Linked DNA regions of Mus musculus: regions 1, 2, 3, 4, 5 and 7 are each linked to region 6. The links are chromatin contacts, called in public ChIA-PET, HiChIP or PLAC-seq and promoter capture Hi-C maps. All regions are on one chromosome and are shown on one strand. The core of a region is the stretch at or near the end of the contact, and the rest is flanking DNA. Distances in the headings are between cores, read along the strand shown. Region 1 has its middle 15 kb from the start of Gm31657. Region 2 holds the start of Zfp346 (zinc finger protein 346). Region 3 holds the start of Hk3 (hexokinase 3). Region 4 holds the start of Tifab (TRAF-interacting protein with forkhead-associated domain, family member B). Region 5 holds the start of Cdhr2 (cadherin-related family member 2). Region 6 holds the start of Caml (calcium modulating ligand). Region 7 overlaps Faf2 (Fas associated factor family member 2).

The links. Promoter capture Hi-C pulls out the DNA fragments that hold promoters and counts their contacts. ChIA-PET counts read pairs in DNA pulled down with a chosen protein or histone mark. HiChIP or PLAC-seq counts read pairs in DNA pulled down with a chosen protein or histone mark. Capture Hi-C pulls out chosen DNA fragments and counts their contacts.
Region 1: an H3K4me3 HiChIP or PLAC-seq map of bone marrow-derived macrophages shows a contact between it and region 6, with 4 times the contacts expected there. The contact joins the enhancer-like site here to the promoter of Caml in region 6. A contact is called at or near these places in 2 of 39 promoter capture datasets (cranial neural crest and stem cell-derived epiblast-like cells) and 2 of 115 datasets of contacts at active chromatin or transcription factors (bone marrow-derived macrophages and embryonic hindbrain).
Region 2: a promoter capture Hi-C map of liver shows a contact between it and region 6, with 2.7 times the contacts expected there. The contact joins the promoter of Zfp346 here to the promoter of Caml in region 6. A contact is called at or near these places in 5 of 39 promoter capture datasets (erythroid cells, liver, pre-B cells and 1 more), 3 of 484 Hi-C or Micro-C datasets (CD4 T cells, the G1E-ER4 cell line and muscle stem cells), 4 of 115 datasets of contacts at active chromatin or transcription factors (astrocytes, effector CD8 T cells, large pre-B cells and 1 more) and 2 of 9 other capture datasets (adipose tissue and liver).
Region 3: a contact with region 6 is called in an RNA polymerase II ChIA-PET map of memory CD8 T cells, with 9 read pairs. The contact joins the promoter of Hk3 here to the promoter of Caml in region 6. A contact is called at or near these places in 1 of 39 promoter capture datasets (liver) and 1 of 115 datasets of contacts at active chromatin or transcription factors (memory CD8 T cells).
Region 4: an H3K4me3 HiChIP or PLAC-seq map of the 230-238 cell line shows a contact between it and region 6, with 11 read pairs. The contact joins the promoter of Tifab here to the promoter of Caml in region 6. A contact is called at or near these places in 2 of 115 datasets of contacts at active chromatin or transcription factors (the 230-238 cell line and embryonic hindbrain).
Region 5: a contact with region 6 is called in a promoter capture Hi-C map of liver, with 2.8 times the contacts expected there. The contact joins the promoter of Cdhr2 here to the promoter of Caml in region 6. A contact is called at or near these places in 3 of 39 promoter capture datasets (the C10 cell line, liver and pre-B cells), 3 of 484 Hi-C or Micro-C datasets (B cells, CD8 T cells and muscle stem cells), 6 of 115 datasets of contacts at active chromatin or transcription factors (astrocytes, bone marrow-derived dendritic cells, embryonic stem cells and 3 more) and 1 of 9 other capture datasets (liver).
Region 7: a promoter capture Hi-C map of liver shows a contact between it and region 6, with 2.5 times the contacts expected there. The contact joins the enhancer-like site here to the promoter of Caml in region 6. A contact is called at or near these places in 3 of 39 promoter capture datasets (the C10 cell line, hippocampal neurons and liver), 1 of 484 Hi-C or Micro-C datasets (bone marrow-derived macrophages), 2 of 115 datasets of contacts at active chromatin or transcription factors (bone marrow-derived macrophages and embryonic stem cells) and 2 of 9 other capture datasets (adipose tissue and pancreatic islet).

The regions. Positions count from the first base shown.
Region 1 is chr13:56,149,681-56,153,038 of GRCm38.p6, reverse strand. No RefSeq gene overlaps it. Among named protein-coding and RNA genes, the nearest start is that of Gm31657, 15 kb to the left of the region's middle. Within about 2 kb of position 1,503, at least 99 of the 459 cell types and tissues checked have an H3K27ac peak or open chromatin away from gene starts, as enhancers often do. A contact at or near this core is called in bone marrow-derived macrophages, where this site is marked.
Region 2 is chr13:55,102,813-55,106,611 of GRCm38.p6, reverse strand. Zfp346 (zinc finger protein 346) reads right to left here and starts at 1,303. Exons shown (of 7, transcript NM_012017.2): 1 at 1,094-1,303. The coding sequence starts at 1,268.
Region 3 is chr13:55,020,024-55,023,336 of GRCm38.p6, reverse strand. It overlaps Hk3 (hexokinase 3), which reads left to right and starts at 1,952. Exons shown (of 19, transcript NM_001033245.4): 1 at 1,952-2,191.
Region 4 is chr13:56,177,445-56,180,929 of GRCm38.p6, reverse strand. Tifab (TRAF-interacting protein with forkhead-associated domain, family member B) reads left to right here and starts at 2,045. Exons shown (of 3, transcript NM_001168615.1): 1 at 2,045-2,383. Gm31657 (a long non-coding RNA gene) reads right to left here. Exons shown (of 8, transcript XR_382472.1): 3 at 691-876.
Region 5 is chr13:54,700,195-54,703,877 of GRCm38.p6, reverse strand. It overlaps Cdhr2 (cadherin-related family member 2), which reads right to left and starts at 2,415. Exons shown (of 32, transcript NM_001033364.3): 1 at 2,309-2,415.
Region 6 is chr13:55,621,525-55,625,079 of GRCm38.p6, reverse strand. Caml (calcium modulating ligand) reads right to left here and starts at 2,075. Exons shown (of 4, transcript NM_007596.2): 1 at 1,824-2,075; 2 at 1-369. The coding sequence starts at 1,989.
Region 7 is chr13:54,662,763-54,666,093 of GRCm38.p6, reverse strand. Faf2 (Fas associated factor family member 2) reads right to left here. Exons shown (of 11, transcript NM_178397.3): 11 at 2,031-3,331. Among named protein-coding and RNA genes, the nearest start is that of Rnf44, 23 kb to the left of the region's middle. Within about 2 kb of position 1,318, at least 6 of the 459 cell types and tissues checked have an H3K27ac peak or open chromatin away from gene starts, as enhancers often do. A contact at or near this core is called in liver, where this site is marked.

The DNA.
Region 1 (3,358 bases), core at 254-2,753, 530 kb before region 6:
TCTTCTTCCAGAGAGATCAGTTAAACTACATTTCCCAGCCTCCCTTGTGGGCAGGTGCAGCCATACAGTGAATCCTCGCCAATAGAATGCTCAAAGAGGTCACCAGTGGTGAGTGTGAATTCCAAGTCTGGCTCATACCACTGTCTTGCACAGCCCCAGTTACCTTCTCTAACATCCTGGGAAAGCTCTTTTATGTGCTAGAGAAGCACAAAGCCATAGACTGAAAAGAACCTGGGCTCAAAGCAACCATCTGGAGGAGAGCCATTTGGGGGTGTTACCTGACCAGAAACAAAGAGACAAATGGACCAGCAAGGAGTAAGGTGTGAGGTGCACAGCAACAAAGCCTACCCCATCACACATAAGCTCTTCCACTATGAGGCACACACATCCTATGCGCTAACCCACTTGCACTGTCTATTTAGAGACAGACCCCACAAAATTTTAAGTCTCCCAGAAAACATAGTGACCTCTCAACCTGCAACCTATTGACTTAAAAAAAAGATTTATCTTTATTTCTTATGTGTATGAAGGTCTTTCATGCATATGCACCATATGTGTGCCTGGTGTCCCCCAAGGCCAGAGGACAGCTTTATATACCCTGGAACTGGGGTTTTAGAAGGTGGTGAGCTGTCAGGTGGGCAATGGGAACCAAACTCAGGTCTCCTTCAAAGGCAGCAAGTGCTCTTAACCACTGAGTCATCTCTCTGCCCCAGACTTTTAAAGCAAAACAAAAACCAACCAACCAAAAACCAAAACAAAACAAAACAAAAACCAAAAACAAAGAATTCACAAAAGAACTGGTCACTGTCTAGCTCTCAGGTGACCAAAGCTGTGAATCCAGAGGGAGAAATTCATTGTTATATTAAGAGCTGAATATCCTGTCTTATGTCTTTGCATCTCTTAAAAATTCTGTCTTCCCATTGCAGACAGAGAGCTCACTTAGACCAGCGGCATTCTGGAGCCGCTTAATAAAGGGCTTGACCGTTCTTAACCACCAGGGGGCGATACCACGTAACTGAAGTAGACAGTAACTGCAGAAAGGGTGGGACCCCTCTGGCAGGTATTCCAGTGCGGTGGCCAGAGAGTTCTTGGATAAATGGGGAGGGGACAGCTAAGAAGGCTTCTTTGACACCTGGCTCCCACTTACACACACACACACACACACACCCCCACACCCCCCCCCCACACACACACACACACGCACGCGCGCGCGCACCATCGTTGTTCCAAGGGCTACCCTACCTGTATGTTTTTCTGCACGTATAAAAACTCAGTAGCTGGAAGATTTAGCTGCAGGGGTTATGTAATAACTATGCTACCTGCTACCAAAACTTCTAAACACGTAGCTGTTGGAAAATGAAAACACGGGGTCAGGGTGGGGGAAGAGAGCACACATGTCGTGCAGAGCCACGGACCTGCAAGAAAACAGTTTCTTCCACATCACTCTGTGGTTTCCTAGTAAAACCGAAGGCTGCGAGTTCTGCTTCCTGGAATGGGAGCTTGCTTCCCCTCACCCCCATAACGAGCCCTTGCTAAAAATACCTACAAAAAGCTCAGCCTGTTTAACAGCACCAAAGAGCAACTGAAGATTTGTAGAGCAAGATGAAAGAGAGATGGGAACTCCCGAGTTCAGTGTATAGCCCAGCGGCTTAGCAGAACTTTTGATGAGCACCCCAGCCAAAAGAGTATTCAATACGCAGCTTGGGTTTTCAATTGGGGTCTCATATCCACAGCTCCAGAAAGAGAGGATTTTAGGTCAGGTTTCCTAAAGATAGACCAAGACAGACACTTACAAGCAGACCTGAATCAGGAGATATGACCTCAAGGAAGCTACAAGGAGAAAAGAGACAAGGAAGAGAAGTGGGAGCATACATGAGAGAGGGGCTGAGACTGAACAGTCTTTTTCAGGCCTGGAGGCTGGGGATAATTACCAGTAATTCCCTTTGGAGAACGTTGACTCTACAGAGTTAACTCTTGACTTTCCATGTTGTCCCAGAATCTTTTTAGGAGCATAGAAAATTAGGGGTGGGGATGGGGGAGATGCAATCTAAAAGTCTAAACAAAGGAGATGTAAAAATTCTAATATTAGATAAATAGATTTTAAGATACATTTTAAAGAAGAAAAGTGACCATTTCGTAATGGTGTAGAACAATTCATTTCCTAATAAATTCACAGTCCTAGCCTGTCCATAGCTCACAATATAGGTTTAATGTGTTCATATGCAAATCATGTTATATGTGTATGTAAGCACATGCAGACACATACATAAATGTATCTAATGCATCAAAAGATGCAGTCACAACAGACAGAATTAAGACAGATGGACCAATCAAGACTTGGAATACAAGACTTCCACACATCTCACTCCAGACCTGACAAGAAATCAGCCAGGACATTGAAAATCTGAAAACTATAACGAATAGACCTGGCTTAATTGATATATAAAACATGTCCCTAGTGATAATAAAATTCAAATTATTGCCAAGTGGATATGAACATTTTAACAGAGGAGAGCCATATGCTGAGCCCAAAAGAACTTCAACAGTTTTCTGTGCTTATGATCACCTGTTATTAGTGTGTGTTAGAAGTAAGCCAGAAAAAAGCACCAAAATTCTGATGTGCCAAACGTCAAATATGTGCTTTACAAATAATAACCTAGAGTTGGAGGCTGGGGAGCTGTTAAAAACACTTGCTGTTCTTGCAGAGAACCCACATGACTGCTCACAACCAACTCTAGCTCAGGCCAGCCTGGGCTGCAGAACCACTATCTCCAGAAAGAAAAAGAAAAAAAAAATTAAAAGAGGCACTAGATAAAAACAGGAAAGCATATAATCTCAGTCATTTAATTTGGGTGACTGAAAAATTCAACTGAAAGGAATTAATTCTTGGTAAAGTAAGTATCGAGACTGACTAAGAATAGATAATTTTAATAAGATAACTTAAATAAACTAAGACTAGATCATTTAAATAATACTTTACTCAAGAAATGGATCTTGTAATTCAAAATCTTTCCACCAAGGAAAACTCCAGACAGCTCCGTTAATTTCTGTCAAGTTTATATATCAAGAATGAATCTAGTACAACTGATATAATATCAAATCTTCCCGGGAATTTAAAAAGGAAGGAGAATCGTCATTCAGATTACATTTTCAGCAAGTTATTTTGAGTGTGTCAACAAGCTGATTCTAAAATTTACATGGAGAAGCAAAAGACCCAGAATGGGCAGCACTGGGTGAGAGCCAACAGAGGTGAAGTATGATGCAGGCTCAAGATGTCATAGAAAGCCGTAGCCATGGAGACAGGAGGTCTAGGGGCAGAACGGACAAATGGCTGAGTGGGAGGAACAGACAGCCCAGA
Region 2 (3,799 bases), core at 54-2,553, 520 kb after region 6:
TAATATGGTAAAAAAAAAAAAAAATCCCAATTTTATCCAGGGCAAGCAGTTCACAAACACATTAAACTTCCCAAGATTAGTCTGCTCAGCAAGCAAAATAACCAGGGAAAGACTTCTCTGCAGGGACCTGATAGGTTAGCACAGAAACCCAGATAACAGTTCTTGTACATTTGGGTTAGTATTAAGTAGCTAGCTCGGGAAGGGACTCTGAAAAGAGAAAGAGGCCAGCTCGCCCTGCACTCCTCTAGTATCCTTGTTACCCACCCAGTTTTGGTTCAAACAGAGCCATCTGGTAAGGTTCTGCCCAGAAGTGCACCCTGAGTGAGTATACACTGTTCTCCACAACTCTGCATCGAGTGTGAGATGAAGCAGTCAGAGGCAAGATGAATACCTAAGCTTCCCCGCCTCCTGGGCCTCCTCAGTGGAAAAAGCTGTTGGCAACAGACACAGAAATACGGTTTTGAAGGACATAGTGGTGCAAGCCAGCGATGCCCACACTGAGGCAGGGAGACCCATGCAAGTTCAAGGCCAGCCAAGTCTACCAAGGAAGAAACATGGCAAACCAGGACGCAGTCATCAAGCCCAGGAGCTGGGATTCAAGAAGACCTTCCAGAGCTCACGTTGGTCCTCCCTCTCACTAGGAAGGATGAGGGCAGGAGGTCCACCACGAGTTGGAACAGTGAGAGGCGTCGCAAAATAAATGTAATAATAATGAAGTAAATTAAATAAAGCTATTCGGATCTGTCAGAACCATAGGGCTTTGAGAGGAAAGAGAAGCAATGTGGAGTTGTGGAATTAAAGACAGACAGGGACGGGGGCTGGCTCGCCTACGAGTCAGGCTGGGAAAGTCCTGTCGCTGTCTAAGAGGACAAGACCTAGAATGGGGGGAAACTGTTCGCAAGTGAACGCCCTGGAAAGGAGGACGGACAAATTCCGCAGGGTAACGAGTTACTAGGTCCAGCACCCTTCGCGAGAGCGAGCTCGCAGCTCCGGAACGTCGTGCAGAGGCTGGCGGGCGCCAGGGGAGTGACAGGAGGCAGGGCCATCCCATCCCGCCTCGGTCCAGCCGCCAACCCCGGAGCCCCCGACTCACCTTCCTCCCTCCCCGCCGGCTGCGCACCGGACACAGCTTCCCACAGGCGACGCGCCCTCTCGCGGTCAAAGCGCACTCCGTCCGGTTCCCGACCCTCCGGCTCCTCGGAGCCCTTGTACGGTCCGGCTTCTCCAGGGTCCGCAGCATCCGTAGCATCGGGCGCAGGACACTCCATCTTTCCGGCAAGACGCGCCGTTAAGAAGCTGCGCATGCGGCCTGCTACCACGAGCAGTGGGTGGGCGGGGATTTGACCCGGCCAGCAACTCTCGCGAAGTTTGGGCTCTGCAGAGTCCCGCTGGGGCGGGGCCCTGAGGGGGCGGGGCCCAGAGGAGGCGGGGCCCAGAGGCTCATTTTGTTTTGGTTCCTCTGGCGCCTTAGGAGTCCAGTGAATTGGAAAAAAACGGTTCATGTTGATCACTTCTTAGCTCAGGGCTCTCAGTTTTGCTCAAGGTGAGCCACTGACGGACACTTGTCATTTCCTTTTTCTATATGTGGAAAATTATCTCCCATTTCTTTTCTTTTTTCTTTTTGGTTTTTCGAGACAGGGTTTCTCTGTGTAGCCCTGGCTGTCCTGGAACTCACTCTGAAGACCAGGCTGGCCTCGAACTCAGAAATCCTCCTGCCTCTGCCTCCCGAGTGCTGGGATCAAAGGCATGCACCACCATGCCCGGCAATTTCTCCCATTTCTTTGGAAGAGAACCTAAGACCCAGATTCTAGAAATGTTTTACTTAGCTTATTAAAGCAGACATAATGGTACAGCTCTTCATCTCAATACACAGGAGGTGGAGGATATAAGATTAGGAGCTTGAGGCCAGCCTGGGCTACCTGAGACCCTGTCTAAGAAGCACTTACTAATGGCTGAGCACGGTGGCTCATACTTGCTATTCCAAAATTTGGGAGACTAAGGTTAGAGAAATGCACATTTGAGAAAAAAAAGACATTGTTCGAGAAAAAGATAGTTAAGGCTGTGGTCAAAGTACTCTGGAGGACGCAAGACGACCAGGAGTTCAAGACAAACCTCTGCTCCAATAATAGATCATCTCTCAACGAAACAAAACACACCCACAAAACAAACAAAAACCCAGACAATAATAAGGTTGGATGTGGTGCCTGCCTGTAATTATATCACTCTGGAGGCTGAGGCAGGAGGATTGTCATGATGTATTTGAGGCTAGTGTTGGGAGCCATCTTCACTTTATGGGGTCTGGATGAGAGAGTTAGAGCTTCTCCTTGGTCTGCAGTATCTGATAAGTTCTTGGGCTTGTTCTCAGTTCATTCCCAATAAGTTTATGAGGTAGCATCCTCTGTTCTCAGGAATAAGTCGTTTATCAATCTCTGCCGATGAGTGGTGCCGAGCAAATAGGAGTTTGGGTCCACTGAGGAATACAGTTTACTTCTACCCTCAAGGTGGAGACACAGGCTGCTTGTAAAATGGAATCTTGGTCCATTTTACACGGTAGGAAACAAAACAAAACACTGTTTTACATGATAATGAGGTAAAATAGGGCACTGCTGGTCTTATATTGCTGTAATATTAGTTTTATTATTATTATTACTGTTATTGTTATTATTATTTGTTGTTATATTTTTGAGACAGGACCTATGTAGCCCTGGCTGTCCTGGGACTTACTATGTAGACCCAACTGGCCTTGAACTCATAAAGATCTACCTGCTTCTGCCTGCCAAGTGCTGAAACTAAGACTAAAGGTGTGTACTGCCATGCCTAGCTTTAGGTATCACTTTGAGGCACTGTAAAAAGGCAGAAAATTGAGGCGACCTTGGAGTGACAGAAGCCCCTGACCCAGGGGTCTAGTTTGCTTTTCCTGTTCACTCAGAGTTGGGTAATTTCAAAATAATCCAAGAAGCCAAGGTTGCTATAGTGATAGTGCTTATCTTCCTAAAGACATCTTAGAGGAAGAAACTAGAAACAACTGACTGAGCTGGTGGGATAGGCCAGTCACCCCACAGCTTGGCACATAGAGTTGGAAGGTCAGGAGTTCAAGGCCAATCTGAGATACACAAACTGACTCGTAACAGCAGAAAAGGGCTCTAGGGCTCAGCCTGTAAAGGTGCTTGCTACCAAGCCTGACATCCAGTGTTTGATCCCTGGGGCTCTTACATGATGTAAGTGTCACTAGCAGTTGGGGTTGCATGGGTAGGGACAAGGCCTCTTATCCAAAGAACTGAAGAAGGAGGCGCCATGACTAAGAATGACATACAGAAAGAAGCATTGATTTTGGCTTACAGTTCCAGAGCGAGAGTTCATAGTGGGAAGGAGGCACGGCAGCAGGTGGTCCCCCAGATCAGACATCACTTAGATGTCACAACCCACAACAGCTTGCAGAAGCAGAGTGAGAACTGGTGTGGGGCAAGCTCTAAACTCTCAAAGCCCACCAGAGTGCTGTACTTCCTGTAGAGAGACTCTACCCACTAAAGTTTCCACTACTTCTCCCAACAGCAAAACCAGCTAGAGAGGCCAGGCATGGTGTCGCTCGCCTTTAATCCCAGCACTTGGGAGGCAGAGGCAGGTGGATTTCTGAGTTCGAGGCCAGCCGGATCTATAGAGTGAGTACCAGGTCAGCCAGGGCTATACAAAGAAATCCTGTCTCAAAAAACCAAATAAATAAATAAATAAACACACCAAACAAAACAGTTAGGAACCAAGTGTGAGCCTGTGGGAGAGAGAGATTTCTGGGCACAGATTG
Region 3 (3,313 bases), core at 703-3,202, 600 kb after region 6:
AGCCATGAGGCCTATCCAAAGCATAAAGAGTATGGAAGATGATCGGGAAGCTGGCTATGGGCATTGTAGGCTGAGAGGAGCATAGCAGGGAGGACCTGGCCTTCCAGCCCAGCGGTGATATCCTGGTTTTGCTGTTTGGCTCTCCCCATTCTACATTCCTTCTGGGTGGCTGCAGGCTGCACTAGGAGGTGTTGAGGGAGCCTTGTCAGGGTTTGACTCTCCTTTGTTGGTTAGTAGCCATCCTGTGTCCTCTTGACCTTCGCTGGCAAGTGCTGTGCCTCTGTTACAGACAGGACTGGACCAAAATGTTCACAGACGTCAAACCCTGGCCTTGACTTAGAAGCTCTCTGGCACTGTGACAACTACAGCCAGGACAACCCACTTCCTGGTGAAATGAAAACGGGACTTTGAGAATCACGGACAAAGAGTCATGAAATAACTTCCAGGAGCATACCCTCATGCTGACTAGAGTCTGCCGCTGTCGTGAATCATAGCTTGGCTTTCGCTTTCAGTTCCATAATCTCCCCCGACTAAATGGAGTTAAGGCACTGGAGCCTCAGACTAAGCATGGTGCTGTGTTGTAGAGCACGGTCAGTTTGCCTTCCCCTACATCATTCTTGACTTCTCTGTCTCTCAAAGCTTGTATGTCTGCTTGGTATCCAGGAAACTGCAGGTAGGGCTGTATTTGCCGTGTTTATAGGTCAGATCACATCAAAGCTGCTACAGGAGCCACCTCTGCTCGCCTGTGTCCTGTGGAGGCCTTCACTAACTGAATAATAGCATGACTGCTAAATAGCAGTCTTGTGCCCACCAATTTGCCTGAGTTCTAACAGGCACTTAGAAGCTGCTTTTGTTAGGCATTGTGTCTGACTACAGCTTGCTCTGCATGGACATGCTAATTACTCAGGGAGTGCCTGTCTCTCTGACCCATCTCTTCCTTCAAGGCTGAAGGCACAAAGTTAGGTCACGTCCTAAACCTCAGTCATTTTGTATTCTGGGACCAGCAAAGTCTCGCAGGATAGCACTTTCCTCTCAAATGACAAGTGTGGTATCCAGACTGGCCTCCTTTGGATGACAGAAGAGCTTGTCAGACTACCTTGCAGGATAAGAGCTGAGAGTGAGGGGGTGGAAGCACACCTGGATCAATACTGCTAACTTATGTGTATCTCTTGACTCTGCCCCACTCCTTCACTGTTTGAGCATAAAGCTCTTCTAAGTACCCTGCAGAGAGTCCTGGAGGTCACTGGACCCCTTTATCTGTCCCTCTTCCAAACACACACTGCTTTTCATTATTATTCATTTCTTTAGTTGATATATTGGGGGTAGCTGAACACACACACACACACACACACACACACACACACACACACACACATGCTTAGTTCCCCAAGACTGTATTTCAGGAAAACAGTTAAGTGGAAAAGCAGTGTAGTGGCCAGTAGAGTAGCTCCACAGAAGCTTAAGAACTCTATCTTCCACAAGAGAAGACCCCCAGGCAAACCTCTTGCCCCATCTTGCCTTACGGACTCTTTAGACTTCTCGGCCTGGCAGTTACTTCTTCCGCCATGTATCTCAACTACGGGCATTCTCATTAGGTCCTGAGAGCTATACCTGATTCTATCACACACACACACACACACACACACACGCACGCACGACTCTTGACTGCATACATGCTCTCTTCTTTGTGAAAGGACTTCACCAACTTGCCCTGCCCACTCTCCTGCAGTCATGATGGCCCTTCCTCTTAGGCTCCTACATTGCTTCTTACACAGTTCTGCTTACTACATTTTGACACGTTGCCTAGTTCAACCACAAATTTCTAGGCTGGTCTCCGCTTCTTTCCAAGGAACTTGGCACTTGAAAACTTTGTGTATAACACGAACAGCGCTCCTAGCGCTGCTGAGAGAATATTTTGGAGTTCTTAACCTCGTTGGGCCTTCAACTTCCTGTGGTCATCTGGCTTGTTTGTACCATGGCCCTGCCCATTCTGGGCTCCGTTGAGAGCAGATTTGTAGGGAAGTGCCCTTTCCTGAATTAGCAGATTTCGGTTAAGTGGCTACAGAGGAAGGTGGAGCTTGGGGAGCTGACCCAGAGTTTTCACTTTTGAGTTTAGTCCAGTATCACTGTGGTCATATTTGGGAGAAGAGCTGAGCCCCCGAGGAAGGTGATCAACTTCTGAATCTCCCAGGTAAGCACTTCCTCTAATTCCTGCAGGCCTCGTCTCAAGCCCTCGGCTTATCCTATGGCTAATGGAGGTTAGCAAGACTGTGCTATGAGTTCTCACTGGTGACGGTGGTGCCCAGCCTCAGGACCGGTCTCTAGAATACCATTCAAAAGCAGCACTTTGGAACCATGTCTGATTCAGATGAGAAAAGTCAAGAAGCTCTTAATTCAAACATGTGTAGACTTTCGACTTGTTTCTGGTGACAGTGGAATGGAGACATGCCCCTCACTGGAAGAAGAGAGAGGTCCAAATGTATGAACCTAGAGTTTAAATCCTAGGGTTCCTTGCAGGAAACCTCATCGTCTGGCACGTGCGGAGTAAATGTTGAGTGTGCGAGCAGGTAAGTATGTGAATGATTGTGTTAGCTGGGCCTTGAACGAAGATAGTTGCGTCAGTTACCTTATTTTATCCTTTAACAGACTACTGGAATGTATGTTCTCTTCTGACAGATTGGAAACTAAGTGGTGATACACACACACACACACACACACACACACACACACACACATATAATTTAGGGGAGAGTTGTCAGAAACAAATTTCTTGCTTTACCAAATCTACTGCCTCCTTTTGAGACAGGGTCTCACTATGTGGCCCAGGTTGTCCTCAAACTCCTGATACTCCTGCCTCAGTCAACCAAGTGCTATGTTTACAGGCACGAGCACCAGGTCTAAATTTGCCCAACCCTGTCCCGGAATTGAAGTGCAGAGGTGACTCAGACATCACAAGGTTATGAGGCTAGCCCTTCAGAAATGGGGACCAACTTAAGTGAAAACTAAAAAGCAGATGACAGGGAGTCAGCATGTGTGGAGTTCAGAAGCTCAAGGAGTAGCAAGAGGAAGCTTGGGGTGAGGGCAAATGAGGATCCTGCAGTAGTACCACAGAGTTTGGCTCCATCTGTGGGAGGAGCCATGACAGCGTGAGCCGGGCTAGATTCAACCTGCGGAAGCAGAAATATCAGGAGACTCCTGGAATAGTCAGTAGTTGTGGGGACAAGAAAGAGAGGACAGGCATTAAAGTTCTTTCTCAGAGCCCCAGCTAGGGGCTAAGTGACTGTTCCCTTCTAAGCAAAACTCTTGATGCTTC
Region 4 (3,485 bases), core at 796-3,295, 560 kb before region 6:
GAGAAGAGGAATAGAGACCAGCCATGAACATGTGAAGAGGGGAGGGGAGGGAAATGGGGAGAGAGGGGACAGAGGGAAGAGAGCAAGAGAGGAGGGGGCAAACAGCCCCTTTTATAGTGAGTCAGGCACACCTGGCTGTTGCCAGGTAACTGTGAGGCAGAGCCTAGAAGAAATGCTAACAGTGGCTGTTTTCATGGAGTAGGATACAGCACTGGCAATGAGCCTGAGGTCCTATCCAGCTGTTCAACCTACACATGGCTTTTCATCCTCCCAGGCCATCAGTAAGCCTGCAACATCCTTGGAGCTACTCCTTGGGCTGGAGCCACTTCTTGGGCTACTATTGTCACCCTGTTTTACTCCTCCTCTTTCAATGCCAGGAGGACCTGGGCACAGGTGGTGGGGGAAGGGTGCAGAAAGGGCAGGTGGAGGTTCTAAAGCCACATCCATCCATCCATTGAGCTAAATGCCTCTTAAAAGCACCCTGTTCCCAGCCATCAGTGGCTCTGAGAGGCAGCCTGGCTCATTCCCACCTAGCCCGAATCATTGATGACAGAGTAAGAACTCCCCTCATCCCAGACCCAGAAGACTATCCCCAAAGCATGGCCTAGAGGGACTCTGTGGCCCAGCAAACAAGGAATTCCACTATGGGCAGGCCTTGGGGACTGGGGATCAGTCCACCGGGGTCCTCACCTGGTTGTGCCGGAGATTGATTATGTGACCCTGGTAAGTCACCTCTGAGCTTTGGAGTCAGTGATGAAATCACTGACTCTAGGGTAGACTGGGGAATAGCTGGGTCTCCGAGCTCCCCTGAAGAGCAAGCAGCCTCTGAGCCTCGAAGGCACTGTGCTGGAGGACTCAGCACATCAGCAAATCCTCCTGAAAGCAGACAGCGGGAGAACCTCTGGAATGAGTGAGTCTCTGCTCAGGGAAAGCAATGCATGATGGTCCCCTCTCTCGTTCTACCCAACCCAACTGTAGGCCAGGATTGGGCTATCCTTGTTCCACCTGCGTATGTGTCCTCCTTATTCTGCTGGCCTTTCTAAGCACACACAGCCTTCATTGAAACTGCTTTTTGTCCCATTCTCCATCTATTAGCTTGATATTACAGAGACATTATTATTCTTTTAGCGATTATACATGAAATCAGAGCACGTGTCCTTACATTATTATGTCTAGCAGCAGTTTATGTCCTTGCATCCTGGACAATGGAAAGGAATTTGAAACTCTGTAACTATATGTAACCATTCCACCTAGATTGGCTTTAATAATACATACATAAGTGTTTATGTATTTTAAATACATATAGAATATATACAATGAAGCCCATCTTAAGATGTCATCATTGTTTCATTGAGCTGGGCCAGCAAGTCACTCTTCAGTGACAGGATCCTGAGGGAAAAAAAGGCAATGGGATCAGAAAATAAAGAAGGTAGGAGGCTGGAGAGATGACTCAGTGGTTAAGAGCACCAACTGCTCTTCGGAAGGTCCTGAGTTCAATTCCCAGCAACCACATGGTGGCTCACAGCCACCCATAATGAGATTTGACACCCTCTTCTGGTGTGTCTGAAGTCAGCTACAGTGTTCTTACATACAATAATAAATAAATAAATAAATAAATAAATAAATAAATAAATAAAAACTAAAAAAAAAAAAAAAAAGGTAGGCAATTGTACTCCGGAGATCTCATCCAAGGTCTGTCTTATGCCAAGCAGGTTAATTCAGAAGTACAGTATCTTAAATGTCATTTTAAGGAGAGAAATGGGACAAAGTCAGCAGGTGGCCTTCTGCATGCAATAAATGAGGCCTATTCCCATGAGTGCCCATGCACTACTGTCCCTTCCCATGAGTGTTCATGCTCTCCTGTCCCCTCCCATGAGTACCCACATGCTCCTGTTCCTTCCCATGAGTGCCCACAGGCTCCCTTCCCCTGTGTCTCAGTCTCTTCTGAGACTCCCTAGAGATCCTCCATTACGTACGGCTTCCTTGACCAACCCCAGACAGTTGGAAGGAACCTCATAACCCAGGAACTCCCTGTCAGCAGCTCTCTGCCCTCAGAGGACAGAAGAAGCTGATACTCTGTGGTCTCTGAGGCTGAAATAATAGAGGCTGGAGCACCGAGACCCAGGAAAGCGTACCATCCGGAGGCCCCTCCTAGAGAGGCACCCGTTTCACAACTCAAGCAAGCGGTTCCACTTCTGCAAGAGAAAATAATACTTCAATTTCATTCCTAGAGGAAAAAGGAAGAGCGGCAGAGCTGACGTGCTCTCTGACACAGTGCACGCCCGAACCACGGACGCGCTTGCCTGCCCAGGTCTTCCTCCAGCCCAGGTCCTGCCTGATCACACAGCTGCAGAGTTAGTGCCAGGTGTACCCCGGAGGTAAGGTAGGTGAAGGTCGTGGGGACCAGGACCCCCAGGGAGGCTGGTGAGGCTAGGAGAGGAACCCTGGCCAGAGCCAGCACCTTTCCATTTGTCAGCAGCCATGGTAACTATTAAGAGGTTTGGGTTTCTGTTCTCCCCAATCAACTGGGATCCAAGACAAACAAGTCTGCCTCTGCAGGAGTGCTGCTTCCATCAGACATGACTGCTCGGCACTCAGAGAGAGATCCCACAGGGCCACGTTTACTTTCAATATCATTGGGCCATGACACTGACTTTGTAAAGGATGAACTCTGTACTCTCACCAAGTCCAAGGGCACTGGTGCCCAGCCCTCCATCCTGGGCTCAACCTGAATCCTGCCTCAGGAAGAAATGGTCTTCAGGGTCAGAAGGCAGTAGCCTGAGGTGTATCCATCTGTCTGCTGGGGAAAGGGTATCCTCGGGGGAATGGGGGGACAAGGCCCCACTACCAACTATATCCCCATTGATATACTACCTTCAAAAAACAACAGCGCAAAAGCCTGGCAAACTAGCACAGGCTCCCTATCCCACAGCCTTCAAGAACTAGGCTCCCATTTTCATTGGGCTGAGAGATGACTTCTGTATGTGGGTATATCCTTACCTATTTTTTTTTTAGCAGGTATGCCTCCAGACATTTTCTGTGGTCTGGTGCTATAGGGACTACAGGGTGGGTCATACCCTATGCCTGGGAGACAGAAGTGGAGCTTGAGGAAGACAAGAGCCTGTGGAACTCTGGGAGCCTGGGAGTTGGGGGAATGCAAACATGAAAAGTTAGGGGTTGGCCAGGTGTCCTTGTGGTTGATGTCACAGGACAGAGACAAGGTCACTTTCCTCAGGGAAGAAAGCATTTGAACCAGGCCCTGAAAGATGAGCAATGTTTTCCCCACAGAGTTTAAGATAGAACATGTCTTCTTAGCAGAAAATATATATATATTGCAGACCAAAGCCAAGTGCTAGAGAAAGAATATAATTACTGTGGAACCTCACTCGGCCCTTGGTTCTTGCTAAAAGTGGCAATAAATCCTAGGTGGTGTGGGGCGTGTAGATATGACCGTGTCTACTCTTTAAAGCCAGGCAGGGACCAAG
Region 5 (3,683 bases), core at 1,166-3,665, 920 kb after region 6:
CGTGCAAGGCTCAGACTGGCTGTGGGCCATACTTCCCACCCTTGGCAAGACAAATTCTTAGGGGACCCAGGTTTCACCTTCCAAGAGTGGATCCCTTTTCCTCTGTGGTATCCAGTACACACACACACACAGTACACACACACACACACACACACACACACACACACACACACACCCTGCGTTCTCTTTACCCTAGATTTGCATGTGTCTCTTCAGCCCCAAAGGCCCTCTTGTGTCCCTTGCCCATGTGCAAATTCTCTCTGTCCTTCAAGACTCACAGCCAGAGCCGCTGAGCTCCAGTCAGGGAACATATGCTACAGGTCATATGGAAGAAGGGAGGCCATGTGCCCAGGCACTGGAGCTGGGCGAACGTCCCCTAGGTGCCCTTTTCTCCTATGGAGGACCACAAGTCAAACATAGGCTCATGTGAGACACCACTGATGCCAGCTCCCAACCACTCTACTTCTTTAAATGATGGGAAACTGGGCCTGGAGCCCAGCCAGTATCCCAGTGCTCAGCAGAGAGGAGGCCCTCTGGTTCTATATAAGGCTGAGCTGTATTGAGAGACCCGTAAAAGGAAAGAGAAGCAAGGAGGGAGGGAGAAGAAGATAGGGATAGTGGAGAAAGATGAAAGAAAGAACAGATCTAGAACCTAGAAATCCCAGGTCCTTGCTCCCAGGCTCCCAGCCCACTGGTTTGGGGCTGGACAGGAGGCTCTCTACCACAGAGAGCATGGTAGCTGTGAAGGACACACCCTGGAATGTGGAGATGGTCTGCTGGACTCTATCAATATGTTCAATTACTTTGTGTCAGTTAAAAACAAAACTGCACAGCTATTCACCTATAAAGTGTCTGAGGAAAAGTCAGGAGCATAGGGGCTCCAGATCACTCTACGGACCCCCAGACCCAGGTCATGCTCTGCCAGGCCTGACACAGCAGGGGTTTCCTCTCTCTTGTCTCAGCGGACACATTGGCCGCAGTTCGACAAGACTCCAGGAAACCAAAGACTCTACAATTCAGTCGACTGGATGTGAAGACCCCAGGACATCTTGGAAGGCTACAGAGGAAGGGAGCCCTCCCCTGCTAAAGGCTCAGCCACGGGCGGGCTCGCTAACCCCACAGCCACCCCACCCTGCCTCAGCCTCCACAGCTCCCTGAGCCCTTCCTTTCGCTTCTGCTTCCTTCCCACAGCTGCCTCACAGGAAGGAAGCAGCTACCTCACAGTTACTCTCCATTGCCCTAAGAAAACAGAGATCAGATCAGAGGGACAGTCAACAACAAAGATAGAAGGTCAATCACCAGCTGCAGGCAAGGCTAGACCCAGGTACCATTCTGCTGAGCCTAACAAAGGTCTCTCCTAATTCCACCAGCCCAGCCAAGTGATCCAGCTCCCCAAGATACGGACCCAGGGACCTTTAAGTTTCCAGGGATACCGGGCTTCCTGTAGCCAGAGATGGTGCCCGCCCTCCTGGCTGCTTCCTCTGAGAGACGGGTATGGATCAGGCCCCAAGTTAGGATTTTAGCATTTCACATACTGTCTGTCCAGCACTGGGCGAGCCTCCCTTGTCCTCAGCTTTGGTTTTCCTCTGAGGAATGAGGTGAGAGCAGGCTATGGCCTAGGCTGGTCAGGGGAATGTCATTATTCTCTGATATGCTACCTGGGACCAGTCAGCATGTAAGTCCTGTTTGAAGACACAAGCTGGCCTGGCTGAGTCTTTACCCTGTGACCAGGACAAGGACTAAGTTAGGGTTGGGACCAGCATCGTTAGTCCTCCCTGAGGTGACCTAGCGTTTGATCTCTGAGTCTGAGAGGGACAGCCTCCGTACCCTGCCATATCTGATTCACGAGCCCTCCAGGGGCTACTAGTACTGTGCCCACTCCACAGACGCAAAGACTGAGGCCCAAAAGCAGTCAGCAGCTCACTCAAAGTCTGCATGGAGCTGAATGAAGATCTGAGCCTGGCGGAGTGGAGCCAGCCTTTCCTCCTCAGGCTCCGGGACAGATTCAGCCATCTTCCTCATCTTCTCCTTTTAGGTAACAGATGAGGTAGCCAATTCACTTCTCAGGGACTTAGGAAGGCAAACAGGAGGTTGCCACTGCCTAGAGAGGAGATCTTACCCTACATTCTAGAAGAAACAGGCTTCACGGGTAGCTTCATCAATTCCCGCCCTCCCCATGACAAGTAGCTAACGCCACAGCTAGCTCTTCCCCTTGGTGTTCCCTCCATACTCCAGATGCCAGGAAACTGAGTCTGAAAGAACTCAAAGTTTGCCTCAATCCCAAGGACAGCCCCCCACCCAGGCTTACCCTCGGGCTAAGAGCCCCCCCAGAAGCAGCTGATCTGGACAGCCCCTGGAAGGGGCCCAGAGGCAGTGATGTACACCAGTCACAGGTGGGCGCCGTCTGGGGCCGGCAGAACACAGCGCAGACTTTGGCACCATCTCCACCTCTTCTGAGCAATCATTAACCATGCAGAGACCACACCTCCTCAGAAGGCACTGGCTGTGACCAGAGCAGGCAAAACCCTGGAGGAATAGGCAGGCCCAGTGACAGAGAAGGGGCAAATGCCCAGCCCAGGGTCTCACTGCAAGCAAGAGGTGGTGACAGTCAGAGGTCATGTCAGGACCTTCTGTCCTCTCCTGGCTCATCTTCAGTGGGGACCTGTAGAGAAAGCGGTGTGGGGAGATCTCTTGGGATGAAGAGACTTGACAGCTATCAAGCCCTTGAGCCCTCAGGCCAAGCCCCGAGGCCGGCATGAAGGGGTACCCACCCTGCAGTTCCAACAAGGCCTTTTCAGCCCTGTATTTGTCCCCTCTAAGCAGGACATCAAAGGGCAGGGCCAACACTGGGCATAGTGGCATATGTCCTTAATCCCAGCACTCAGAAGACAGAGGCAGGTGGATCCCTGTGAGTACCAGGCCTAGCTGGTCTCTATAACCAGTTTTAAACCAGACATAATAAGATGTTATCTCAAAGAAACAAAAACAAGCCAGGCAGTGGTGCCTTTGATCCCAGGACTTGGGAAGTAGAGGCAGGGAGATATCTGAGTTGAGGCCAACCTGGTCTACAGAGCTAGTCCCAGGGCAGCCAGGGCTAGACAGAGAAACCCCGTCTCAAAAAACAAATGAAAACAAAACAAACAAACAAACAAACAAACAAACAAACAAAATCAAAGGGCAGGATCACACACTGCCCCAGGGGCTCCACACACTCCCAGTGGTGGCCTCCCTCGGGGGAACAGGTCCCCAAGTTCATTTCATCTTACCTCATAGTAGGAAGGAGGCCCATGCTGCAGCTCACCAGCCGTGCGCCCCTTCCTGGCTGAGTGGCTGCTGTTCGCTCTGGAGACCGAGGCATCCCTGTGCAATCCTGGTGTGCTGCTGCGGGTTCTCAGGAAGCACCAATCTACCCAAAGAGCTCATGGTTCTGCAAGGTCCCATTGAAGGCTGGCCTCACGTCTCTGAGGAAGGAGGAGAATCTGTATTTGCTGAGCACCTAGTGTGGGCATGTATTTTTCACAACCTACTTCCATAAGGGTTCAACCTCCCCTCTAGCCCACCACCCACCAGAGGTAGTAGGAAAGTTTATTAGAATATGGGGAAGTGAGTGGGCATGTTAGCACATGCCTTTAATCCCAGCACTCGGGAGGCAGAGGCAGGTGGATTTCTGAGTTCAAGGCCAG
Region 6 (3,555 bases), core at 826-3,325:
TACTTCCATCTTCCTGGCTGGGTTTCTCGCTGATCAGCTGTTTGCGCAACTTCATCGCTTCTTCGAATCTGGAAAGGTACTGTTCTAGGCCGTGGTGAGAAGCCCTCTGGGCCGGGTCTGCTGTCAGGTCACCTCTGGTCCGCTGCCGGAGCTCAGCTCCATCCTTACTACTGCACTCTGGTGCTTTAATGAATGAGTCCAGTTTGTCTCCCAGCTGGGTTCCCCTGACTTCTGCCACACCACCGAGCTGGTCAGCTCCTCCTCCATCGACTGAATCACCAAGCACTACCCTCTTTGAAACTGAAGGGATGCTGAGGGAGTTCAGTTTGTCACTGTCCTGTGGCTTTGATTTTGTTTGATTTTCTTCTTCTGAGGGGGGAAAAAATAAAGCCTTGTGTATTACATATTCACAAACACCTTAAACACTCCCACTGCTGCTAGAACTTGGTCTCTGAATCCAGACAAATACTGATGCAGAAAACAAAGCCAGCTCCTTCGTCTTCACCTTCAAAATACAACGCCGCAAAACTAGCACTCTGGCAGAGGGGAGTTCAAACAATGAGGACAGAAACTACCAAAGTTAGCACGGGATGTCCCAAGGAATAAAGAATAGCTCTTTCACAGACAAAATACTCAAGAGGTGTGCCTCAGTTTCTTTCACTAGCTAATACTGATAAAAATACAAAATCATTGAAGTCTTTCAAGGTTTCTATTTTACAGTTGCATTTCTAACTGTGAGCACAGGGTGTGGCGCCGCCTGTACCCACTGTTGCTGTTCCCGGGCAGCTATGAGCAGGCACTTTTAGGATGCTGTTCTAGCTTTTAAAGAGAGAACTCTAAAAATGATAAAATTTTTCAAGCAAAAGAACAGAATAAGAAAGGGACTTGAGAAAGACAAACACCAACACTTTAAGAATATCTTCAGAATGATCACTACAAAAAAAATATTTTCTGTACTGTTTCAGATGATTTTGAAAGTGGTAGCCATATCTCTCATTTATATTGTCTAGAAGTTCAGAACTATATCTCTAACGCCTCAGAGAAATTCTTGAGTTCTACCAAGCTCACAAAGAGCAACTAAAAAGCCAATTACTAAAGGAAACACCCAAATCGAAACTTAGAGAGGCCAAGCATAGTAGAATTCAATTGTGTCCACAAGAAAACAGTGTCCTGGACACAAGGTTGCATGAAAGATGAATTTTCTTAGGGCAAATGCAGTTATTGAAACGTGATGTATGTATGGTAATGAAAGGAAATCTCTGCAGGGACATCACATCTTTCGGGAGGACCTGTGTGACAGGTGATAATTTTGAAAGCAATGAGCATAGCCACCAAGATAGGGAAATAGGGTCTCTAATCCACAACGGACGGACCAGCCAACAGTTGAGTAATGACTGATGTGGTGGACGAGAGTTACGAAGCAAAAGGCAAAAGCTATGTCATGGGGAGTAACTGGGAATAAAGGCATCTGGAGCTTATAGGAAAATCTCCCTGGGAGGTCTGGGGATAAAATGCACAGCCTTCAAGAAAGGCGAGTAATCAGGAACATAGGGGTTGTCTCAGATAACCGTACACAGAGACTCAGGAACGAAGGCTTTGTAGCCAGGGTGGAGACGACCTCCGGGCAAGGATCCAAGAAAATAGGAAGCAACAAGGAGCGTCCTGGGGTTAAGCGACAATATAATATGGGTCGTCACCTAGGGAGCGGTGACAGAGTTCGGTCAGAATGCATTTTGGGGACAAAATGTTTACGAGCTGGAGTGGGCAGAAGGAGCTTGAAGACTCAAAGAGGTGGGCGGGAGACGGGAAACCGAAGCTCTCACCCGAGCCGCTCCCGGGCCTGTGAAAGCCCATGATCCGGTTGATGCGTTGCTCGGAGTTCATGAGCAGCTTTCTCCTCCGCAGCTCCGCTCGCCGCTGAGAAGCCGACAGGCCCGACGGCGTCGCGGGTCTTTCCCCGCCGTCCGTGGCCGCAGGCACCGGCTCCATGCTTTCTCTACGGTCTAGATCAGGCTGACGGTAAAGGCAAGGATGACTTATGGCAGGGCCGCAGAGTTCGCTCCCACTCCCACTGTAATCCCGCCCTCTAAGGGGCGGGAACTGAAGCGTGAGCATGCGCTAATCGGCTGCGCCAGGCTCTGCCGCCATGTTCAGTGAGGGCAAGCCCAGTTCAAGGGTTCCCTCTTCCTAAGTTGGCTCGCAGTGCTCAGGTTTCTCGCCACCAGGTTACCTCACAGCTGCTCTCGAAGATGAAGAGACGGATGCCCTCCTGATGAGTGAAATGACAGTGAGGAGCAGGTCCATTTTATTCTCTGCCAGGAAGCAAAATGGAGGTTGCAGCGGCGGGAGCTTTTTACCAGCCAACGCGTCTCTGCTCCTTGGATACGTAATTGCGGGTGCGACGCTCTCCGGGAGCGTGGCCCTGGGATTTGGTGGCTGTGGTGATCCTAGTTCTTTACTGAAAATGTCTGGACAACAAACGAAGGAGCCTCAATCCACTATCCAGTCCCAGGCCGTCCACTTCTCTATGGAGCTGCAGAAAGAGCTCTCTCTCCTTCTTACTAATCCGGGAGTCACACTGCGGACTCTGGCTACACCTAACAGCCTTGCCTCGGTAGCCAGAGAGCTCACGTTAGGAACAGACAACGGGCCTGGGCTCGGTTGTATACTCTTCGTTTGTTTTTGTTTTTCGAGACAGAGTTTCTCTGTATAGCCCTGGCTGTCCTGGAACTCACTCTGTAGACCAGGCTGGCCTCGAACTCAGAAATCCGCCTGCCTCTGCCTCCCGAGTACTGGAATTAAAGGCGTGCGCCACCACCGCTCGGCGGTATTATTATATATTACAAAGGATCCTGCAGTCTGAACCAGCTTGTTCATTCTGAGTTCTCTCCCCAGCTCAAGTGGTGGCGTGCTGAAGGAATGCGAAGAGTTAAAACCGTTCAATACTAGCCAGATTTAGTATTTCGGGAAGTGCAAGCTTGAGCAGTTAAAATTAACTGTTTCATTCCCTGCGAAGCCGCCCATTTGACATGGCGTGTGCCAGCTGTTGGGCTTTTCAGATCAGACCTGGTACGTCTTTGGTGAAGCAGCAGCTGAGGAGACACCCCAGAGCTCACCATAGCCCATGAAAAACCCAAGGAAGGGGTCAGGCCTGAGCACAGTGATCATATTAAGGTTAGAGGCAATAAACTAATGAAAGCCATCATATGCGGCAGTGTTTGTCAGCAAGGCAGATCAGGTTCCCATTTGATGGGCAACCAAGCAATGAAACACACCCACCCAGTACGAAATGGAAGCTCAAGATGCAATTGATGCATTCCATCAGTAGACAAGTGGCTCCAGAATTTTGTTCTACACCAACAGATTATCAACTAGTGGTAATTAGCCTGGTATGATGGTGCATGCCTTTAATCTAAGCAATGAGGAGAAAGAGGCAGGTGATTCTCTGTGGGTTTGATGATAGCTTCGTCTACACAATCAGTACAGCCAGAGCTACACACTGAGACCCTGTCTCAAGAAAGAAGAAAGAAAGAAAGAAAGAAAGAAAGAAAGAAA
Region 7 (3,331 bases), core at 69-2,568, 960 kb after region 6:
GGAGAATGGCTGGCAGCAGTCAGACAGGGACAACGTAGTCCAGGTGGGTGGCATGTGCCTCAACACTCAACTTCAGGGTCACCCATCAGACTGCCAGAGAAGAGATCCTGCTTCCTGGTGACAAGTCACAGGACACCAAGTGGCTTCTACTGACTTTGTTTCTTGTAGGCCAGGTGGGCTTAACCTTCCTGCCTCCGCCGGAGGAGCTGGTACTACTGACATGCCTAGCGTTCCACTGAACAGGGCTGATCTTACAGGGAAAGGAAGTCTCAACTTAAAGGGGAGAAACCTAGGGGTTTCAGGGTGTCATTCTGAGAGTTAGCAAGAGGGACACAGAGAAGTACTAGGGTTGTGAAGACACACCAAGCATGGTGGCTGAGGTACAGGGAGCGGGCTCTCGCAGGAGTAAATAGCACTGGAGGTTCAGGGGCGTGGCTCAGCAGGTAGAGGTGCTAGCTGCCAACCCCGACGATCAGAGTTCAAACCCTGGGGTCCACATGAAGACAAGAAATGGTGCCTTCATGTTGTCCTTTGGCCCCTTTATTCTCAAAATAGATGGGTATGTGTCTTTTTTTTTTTTTTCAAAGCACACAGGCGTTCCAAAAGTACTGCAAATTAGGTAAGTCAGAGGCCAGGCATTATCTGCCAATAAGCAAAGCCCACACTTTCCCCTAACCCTTTATTCATACCTGGATTAAGTTTTGTTGTTTTGACAGTTCTGGGGAGAGGTCTCAGACTCACCCACAATACTGGGCCAGTCTTCTGTTACTGAAGACTCCAACCCACTCAGGCAAACATTCACTGAACAATGACACATTTCTGCAAACACAACCACGTGTGCTTAGCAAACACCTGTGTTCACAGCGATCCCCATTCCGTTAAGGTAAAATGTTACAGCCACGAGCCCGGTGTGGTGGAGCACCACACCTTTAATCGCAGCACTCAGGAGGCAGAGGCAGGTGGATTTCTGAGTTCGAGGCAGCCTGGTCTTACAGAGTTCCAGGACAGTCAGGGCTACACAGAGAAACCCTGTCTCAAAAAACCAAAAAGCCAAAAAGCCAAAAAAAAAAAAAAAAAAAAAAAAAAAAAATTACAGCCAGGCCAGACAAAGTGGCAAATGCCTTTAACACCATTACTTACTGATCTGCTGATCTGAGTTCAAGGCCAGCCTGGTCTACGTGGCAAGTTACCATCCAGAGAGAGATCTGTCAGCTGAAATCTAGAAAATAGAGATCACATGGCCAGGATCACTGCTGAGCCTTGGGTCTGGCATCATCAGCTTAAGTTGTCCTTGTCTCTGTTATTACCACAAGTTTTACAGATAAGTGTTCAATAAATTGTGAAATATCCATTTTTATACTTCTGACCTCAGGTGACTAGTCTTGCAGCCGTTCTGGGCAGATGTTATTCATTTATATTTCCCATGTACTTTTGAGACAGAGGTGTGCACACAGGTGAGGCAGATGTGAATGCAGCTATAAAAACCATACACATAAGGGTTAAGGAAAGTGGCACCTCCCTCCCACTCCCTTGGAGATGCAGCAGAGTGGGGTGAAGGTGACAAGGAGCCATGGATTTCTCTGAATGAGTTCTCTGTACCAGGAAAGGGCAGGGAAGACAAGGGCTGAAGCTCGGACACAGGAACGGACCGCTACTCTTCCATGACAATGCTCCTGTCGAGTCTGCACCTGTGGGTCAGGGTGCACACATGTGGTGTGTCTGCTGGGTGTTCCATACACAGTCAATGATTTCATTTACTCTTCAAACTTCTAAGAGGCAGGAAGGTTAGCTTCATTTACAACTGGAGCAACTCAATTTGACTGAACCAAAGCGGATACAGGACAGCCGAAACCTGATCCCCAGCAGGCCCCTCTTCCTCCACACACCAGCTAGGTAACTGCTTCTCACAGGATCCAGGCTGTGTGTGGAAGGTCTGGTTAAATCACTGGACCGATGCTTTTCCACACTGGCTTTCACCCTTCCCTCCACATGGGAAAGCTTCCAGACAGAAAGACCCACAGCTGGTTTTATAATTTTTTTGTTATAAAACGTTTAATGTTAACCTACAATACAATGTAAACCTTTATGAAAAAATTTAAAGTACACTAGATTTCTTCAGGAAATTATTAACTACTCAGGTGCAGTACAGGAGGGGCACTGCATCTCTTGTGGATGCATGTTTTGTTGCTGCGTTCTCCCCGAGACAAACAGAGAAGCCAACCAGCTGTAAGGTGGCAGTCCCTGCTCAGCGCCAGGCGACCCCTCTGATTATGTGCTCTGGGGGCTACTGCTCCTTCTCAGTCACCTCCCGACATTCTTTCCTTGGCCTTGGCACCATTAGCAATTTTCATAATAACTCATCAGTTGGAAATTCTAGTTAATTTTTTTCTATTTTAAGTTTTAAAAGAAACAGGAATCTTGCCTTCTCTTCTGTCATAGTGGAAGCAAGCAAGGAGAAAAACAGAACAAAAACAAAACCCCCCACAAAACCTATCTGCCACAGACGATTCTGCAGAGGAAGAAAAGACCAGACTGAGGCTGTAAAACTTACTCAGGTATGGTTGCTTGGTCACCCCCATGGTCATTCAGCTGAGGCCACTTCAGAGGGGAATGAGGGGCAGAACTGGAAATAAATCCTTCCATTGTCCATGACTTGACTTTGGAACAACTGGCAGAATATTTTGGAAGCAATTTAAGCAATAGCAAATGGTCACAGGTGTCTTCAAGCTCACAGGTCTTTGGGAGTCACAGACTGAACTGGCCTCAGGGACAAAATGTGAAGTCCACAGTTCACCCAGGGAGAGAAATGGCACCCAGACAGCAGACCTAGGTACAGCAAGAAAACTGAAGTGTTTCACAGCTACTGGCAAGCCTATGCAGTGGTGCATACCCACATGCCCACTACAGGAACCAGGAGCAGGAGGGGAGTTCAAGGCCAGTCTTGGGTGTGGAGAGTTTGAGGCCACTTTGGGCCATCAGAACCTCTCTCAAAACTAAGGGAGGGGCAGATGAGGAGAGCTGGGTAGGTATTTCAGCACAAGCCTCCAGGACATCAACAGGCTGCCCTCAGAGTTGTAGCAACAGGGGACCCTATTTTTATTAGCCTGGCATCTAGTATCCTTTTGCAGTTATCAAAAGGCAAAGGGCATAAAATTAAAAGGTACACATTACAGAAAGAGATTAAGAGGGAGAAATCAGAATTTCTCCAAGCAGCTGTGAACAAGATACGTTCACAGTCCACATGCCCATGTGCCAGGCAGACAGACAGGCAGGGACTACAATCTGGGAGGGAGGCTCTGGGAGTGGGGAAGTCCCTCTGCATCACTGTCAG